2 separate regions of the Sus scrofa genome follow, and region 2 is linked to region 1. A link is a contact called in public HiChIP or PLAC-seq data. All regions are on one chromosome and are shown on one strand. Each heading gives the region's core, a stretch centred on a gene start, on an enhancer-like site or on the middle of the called end of the contact. The rest is flanking DNA. Distances are from core to core; before and after follow the strand shown. Region 1 overlaps ERCC8 (DNA excision repair protein ERCC-8). Region 2 overlaps ZSWIM6 (zinc finger SWIM domain-containing protein 6).

What was found. HiChIP or PLAC-seq counts read pairs in DNA pulled down with a chosen protein or histone mark.
Region 2: an H3K27ac HiChIP or PLAC-seq map of alveolar macrophages shows a contact between it and region 1. The contact joins two enhancer-like sites. A contact is called at or near these places in 1 of 47 Hi-C or Micro-C datasets (heart right ventricle) and 1 of 2 datasets of contacts at active chromatin or transcription factors (alveolar macrophages).

Annotation. Positions count from the first base shown.
Region 1 is chr16:39,763,138-39,766,048 of Sscrofa11.1, reverse strand. All of the region lies in intron 1 of ERCC8 (DNA excision repair protein ERCC-8), which reads left to right. Among named protein-coding and RNA genes, the nearest start is that of ERCC8, 5.7 kb to the left of the region's middle. Within about 2 kb of position 1,603, at least 5 of the 83 cell types and tissues checked have an H3K27ac peak or open chromatin away from gene starts, as enhancers often do. A contact at or near this core is called in alveolar macrophages, where this site is marked.
Region 2 is chr16:40,187,693-40,190,766 of Sscrofa11.1, reverse strand. All of the region lies in intron 1 of ZSWIM6 (zinc finger SWIM domain-containing protein 6), which reads right to left. Among named protein-coding and RNA genes, the nearest start is that of ZSWIM6, 84 kb to the right of the region's middle. Within about 2 kb of position 1,471, at least 2 of the 83 cell types and tissues checked have an H3K27ac peak or open chromatin away from gene starts, as enhancers often do. A contact at or near this core is called in alveolar macrophages, where this site is marked.

The sequences.
Region 1 (2,911 bases), core at 354-2,853:
TTTCTCTATAAGTAATTTGCCGTTTTCACTAGTTGCTTTGAATTTTTCTTGGTTTTTTCAGTTTTCAGCAGTTTGATTATAATATGTATTTGCAAAATATATATATAATATATATTTACATATAGATTTCTTAGAATTTATCATAGAATCTTCTGCCCTTTTTTTTTTTTTTTTTTTTGCTTTTTAGGGCCGCACCCTGGCATGTGGAAGTTCCCAGGCTAGGGGTCAAATCGGAGCTACAGTTGCTGGTCTATACCACAGCCACTGCAACACCAGATCCAAGCCATGTCTGCAACCTACACCACAGCTCACAGCAACTTCGGATCCTTAACCCACTGAATGAGGCCAGGGATCAAACCTATGTCCTCATGTATACCAGTTGGATTCGTTTCTGCTGAGCCACAAGGGGAACTCCTATTCTGCTTCTTATAGTTTATATTCTTCTACAACTTGGGATGTTTTCAGCCTTTATTTCTGTCCAGTATTGTCACTGACTTTTCCTCTGTCATCTCTAATCTGCTATTTAGTCCATAAGAAAAATTGTTTTTTATGAAAATTAAATTTTTTGATGAAGAATAATTTTATATTTTTCAGTTCTAAGATTTCATTTAGTTCTTGATTATATCTTCTGTTATACCTTAATTACATCTTCTATTTATTTGCTTCTTTTTATTACTTTTTTCACATTTGTTTCAATTATGTTCACAATTGCTTGTTTAAGCATATTTTAATGGCTACCTTAATCTCTTTGTCAGATAATTTCAACATTTGTTTCATTTCAGCTTTGGTGTCTGTTGATTGTCTTTTCCCATAGCAGTTGAAATGTCCATGATTCTCCGTATGCAGAGTAATTTTGGATTGTACCCTGGATATTTTGAAATGTTCTGAGACTCTGGGTCTTGCTTCAGTCCTGTGAAGAACAATTTTTTTTTTTTTTTTCAAAGAGGCAATTGGCAAGGTTAGGTTCAAGCTGAAAGTTCTTACCTTCTTATGTGTGTTGTCCCAATGTCAGTTCAGTTTTCAAAGCTGTTTCACATCTGCCCCCAGTATGCCACTTTGTAGTCTGTGAACTGAGTGGTGCTCTGTTAGTTTAGTTTTCAAAATCTTTTGTAAGCTACTTGAAGTTAGCTAATGCATGCTCCACTCAATGATGAGTCCTGGAGTTCATAAAAAACTTCATTGTGAGGTTGCCTTCCTGAGCTTCTCTGTCTCTGTGATCTTTCTGTTACCTCTCTTCACAAGGACTTCTTTTGGTCCTCCTGCCAGAAACCCTGGCCCTAGTGACCCAGTTCTGCCATATGCATCTGGGCCCAGATCTGGGCCTGTCAGTGAGAAGACTGAGGAAGAAAGCAATGGGAGTTGGACCCAATCTGGTGGAATCAGAGCTTTGATGAACAGAGAAAACAGATTCCCTCCCCTAAAGTTCTGGCAACCCTTAGGCCATCATTTCCAGCCATTGCCATTACTGCTGTCAGATTGCCAGGTGCTGGGCCACAAGAGAATGGAGAGAAGAGAAAATATATATGAGTGATTTCTGTATGACCTTGATTACTGCAGTTCCCTCTTTTGCTTGTAAAACTTTGTGTCACAGTGCTCACTTCCTGGTTTCTAACTATATTAAACTGGGGCCAGGAAGTAGCAGAGGAGAAAAAATAATAATAAACTAGCAGTTGGTTTGGTGGTATGTTGAATTTTGGTGTTTTCCCCCAATCCGCCTGCTGCTGTTTACTTATCAGAGTCCTCAAATAGGTATTCCATGCATTTTGTTTGATTTTTGTAGTTGAATTTCTAGAGAAATGGTTGGCATTTGCTTATTAATCTTACCCAGAACTGGAGTGGCTCCTTTTTTTTTCATCTTTTTAGGGCTGCTCCTGTGGCTTATGGAGGTTCCCAGCTAGGGGTCAAATAGGAGCTACAGCTGTCAGCCTACACCACAGCCACAGCAACACCAGATCTGAGGTGTGTCTGTGACCTGCACCATGCTTGCGGCAATTGCAGATCCTTAACCCACTGAACAAGGCCAGGGATCAAACCAGCATCCTCATGGATACTAATTGGGTTCTTAACCTATTGAGCCACAATGAGAACTCCCAGATTAATTTTTTAAATAAAATAAAGCTAAACACAGAGTTCCCGTTGTGGCTCAGCGGGTTAAGGATCCATTGTTGTCTCTGTGAGGATGCTGGTTATATCCCTGTCCTCGCTCAGTGGATTAAGGATCCAAAATTGCTGCAAGCTGCAGCATAGCTCACAGATGCAGTTTGAATCAGGTGTTGTTGTGGCTGTGGCATAGGCCTCAGCTGCAGCTCCAATTTGATGGCTGACCCAGGAACTTCCATATGCCACAGGTGCAGCTGTAAAAGATAATAATACCTCCAAATATGTTTAAAATAATTTATAAATTCTTAAATATTATAAATTAATGTAGAGATAAAAAATTAGACAGTTGTAAGCAAAATGCAGAAGTCACTGTTATATTAAGTTAGGGTGAGATTTTTTTGGTTAAAAACACCAAACATTTTGTTTGTTTTTTAAATTTTTTTGGAGTATAGTTGATTTACAATGTTATATTAGTTTCCACTGTACAGCAAAGTGAATCAGTTGTACATGTACATATATCCATTCTTTCTCAGATTCTTTTCCCATATAGGTTATTACAGAGTATTGAGTAGATTTTGCTGTACTACACAGTAGACCCTTGTTAATTGTCTATTCTATATACGATAGTGTGTATATATTAATCCCAACCTGCTAATTTACCCCCCGCCCCACATTTCCCTTTTGGTAACATAAGTTTGATTTCAAAGTCTTTGAGGCTATTTCTGTTTTGTAAATAAGTTCTTTTGTATCATTTTTATTAGATTCCACCTGTAATTGATGTCATATGTTATTTTGTCTTTATCAGACTTAC
Region 2 (3,074 bases), core at 222-2,721, 420 kb before region 1:
TGTAAAGTCTTCTGCGGTGCCCCTTCCACTGATAATGTTAAAATCTAACGGGATCATACCTCAGCCATCCAAGAGCCATCGTCAACGTGCAGAGAAACTACGGAAACCATCTTCAGTAGCTAGAAAAGGAACTCTCAATATGGCAAGGTGGTATGGACAATAACATTCCATTTTTATGAAAAGAGTCAGAAAGAATCATTGCAAATACAAGAAGTTTAACGATTTAAGAATTTTATTAAAATAAAATTGATTACTATTAGAAAAGAAACATATACACCAGAATGCATACAAACACCAAACTTAAAAAAATATAAACAATCGTATAAACATTTTTGTAATCACTGCAGAAAGATTAGCTCCATTATGAATCATCAACAGATATTAGGTCTAGGGAGAGGTTTTGATGAAGAGCAGGGTATTTTCATGGTCTTGAAGCATCTCCCCAGAGATCACTTACTAGTTCCAAGGGAAAAAAAATAGTAATAAATATAGAAGAAATTAGAAAACACTTTGACCAAGGGATGATCACAATTAATATTACCAATGAGGGGCAGATGGGTTTCATATGCCTCCAAATGTACCCTGAGAAGGACACATTACTTATGCAGCATTCTGGTAGGGAATACATAACCTGAATCTTATCATAAGAGAATATCAGAAAAATACTAAAATAAGAAATGTTCCATTAGAAAAAGGAGAAGACTCTAACTCTTTAAAAATGCCAATTATCATAAAAGATAAAGTCTTTGAAAATATTCCAGTTTAAAGAAGGTTAGAAACAATTGTAATACCTGATCTAGACTGAATCCCATTACTGAAGGAGGTAAAAAAAAATAATAATATAAAGAATATTACTGAATCAAGTGATAAAATTGGAATATAGACAGAAAATTAGTTAAAAGTTCTCATCAAAATTAAATTTACATAAGATGACATCTGTACTGTCTCTACTGAGGTTTTTTAAGAGACTATCCTCATGAAACTCTCATGTGGTTCGTAAAAAACACTGGGGGTGAGGGGGAGACAGAGATAGAGATAAAGCAAACTGACTAAAATGTTAAGTGAATACAGGCAAAAAAATTACAGGTATTATTATTAATGCACAATTTTTCCATAAGTTTGAAATTATCACATTTTTAAAAATTAATAGTAGAAAGTTTACATTCATCACTCCAGTATTCTGCCACTTAATCTGGTAAATATAGTGTTTGAATTTAAAAAGCATCGTGAAAACAAGACTTTATCATATCATAATCTTAATAGCCTTACATATTACATAATGACCTGAATAGCCTTACTATGTCAGAGAAGGGGTACCTGTGTCAAAGGTTTTAAAAGCAGCCTCCACATTTCCTTCTTTATTATTATTTTTTTCTTTCTCAGCCACACCTACAATATATGGAAGTTCCCCGGCCAAGGATCAAATCCAGCCCACAGCTGTGGCAATTCCAGCTGGATCCTTAACCCATTGCACCACAGTGGAAACTCCCAGCCTCCACATTTCTACAGCTAAAAGTAAAAGAGCAGATCTATGAGTCATAAATATATAGTAACAAAATAAAAAGAAAGAGCTATTGTGTTCACATCACCCCACTGTTTAAAACCTCCAAGTATCTGCCTATTTCTTACTAGGCAGAAGGCCCTAGCTCAGCATACAAAGCCCCTTAAAATCTGGGGAAGCTTTATCTCTTCAGATTTACCATCTGCTACCACAAGCCCCCAATACACACATCTTCAACATTCTAGCCATGCTTATTATAAGCCCTGTGCCTTTGCACATGCTGTTTCCTCTGCCTAGAATGATCTTCTCTGATGACCTCTTTTTGATGTACTCTTCCTCATGCTTTCTGATTAAAGCTTAAATGCCACTGCCTCTATCAACCTTTTCCTGACTTTCCCAACAAGAGTAAGTCTTACTCTGCTCCCTCAAAATTGTGTCCCCATTCCTGGGTGTATGAGGATTTCTCTTTCCCTGAATTTCCCCATAACTAGAACATCAGGTCTCTCAGAGCAGGAACCTTGGTCTAGAAATGCAGTGTCTTCCAAGCACAGTGCTCCATAAATGCAGACTAGATGACTAAATTAACCTCTCTGACTAGGACAGGTTCAACATTAAACAAGAGCTAACACTTGGAATGCTTATTTTATATCAGATACTACAAGAAAAAGTACTCTGCAAATATCAACTTACTCATCACAACAATTCTAAGAGGACGGCTTTCATTTGTTTTAACCTCCCTGAAATTGGGATATATCAATGATATAATGTATTACAGCATTTTTTCTTTCTTTCACATTAAGAAAAAAAAGATGCATTTTATAATCAATGGTCTTAATTTTGATAAAATATGGTATTATTCCTAGATATTCCGTCATATTTATAGATGAAGAGAATGAGGCACCAACGAAAAATTAATTAACTTGCTGAAAGTTGCAGAGAGCAGTCAAGATTCAATCTGAAACAAAATGACTCTAGAATCCACTCTTGACTCCACTTCTCCCTAATAAGAGTGATCCCATAGCATGAATGGACTACTGGCACCAGAGCTGGGACAAATCCAAAAGTAAGGCTTGATATTTGAAGTTACCAGGATCCTGGGAAATGGCCAGGAGGAAGCTCAAGATTAGAGGCAGTGAATTAAAATGGATCTTGAAATGCCTGAGAGAGGCATTTGAGTTCTTGTCAGCATCTATTCTCTCTGGGGAAGGTCTGGGTCTGAGTCCTGGTTCCTCCTCTATTGCAACCTTAGGAGATATTCTCCTCATCTTTATTTTCTACCTTAGCTTTGTCCTGAAGTTCCCAATGACTATAATCATAATTCTCTCAGAGCTAGTAATTACCAAAAGATGACCTAATTAAGCCCTCTGCCTTATATCTTAATCCCTGTAATATCATCTCTGGTAAGTAGTTATCTAGCCTCAGCTCAAACACTTAAGCAGTTCCTTTTATTTTTAGAAAGATGGAAAAAGATACTCCTTATAATAAAGTTCACCTCCTTCTAACTTCAAGCCCTAGTCCTACATCTGCCCTCAGAATCTGCATAGCAAGTTTTTAACTCTTCTTCTTCACGACA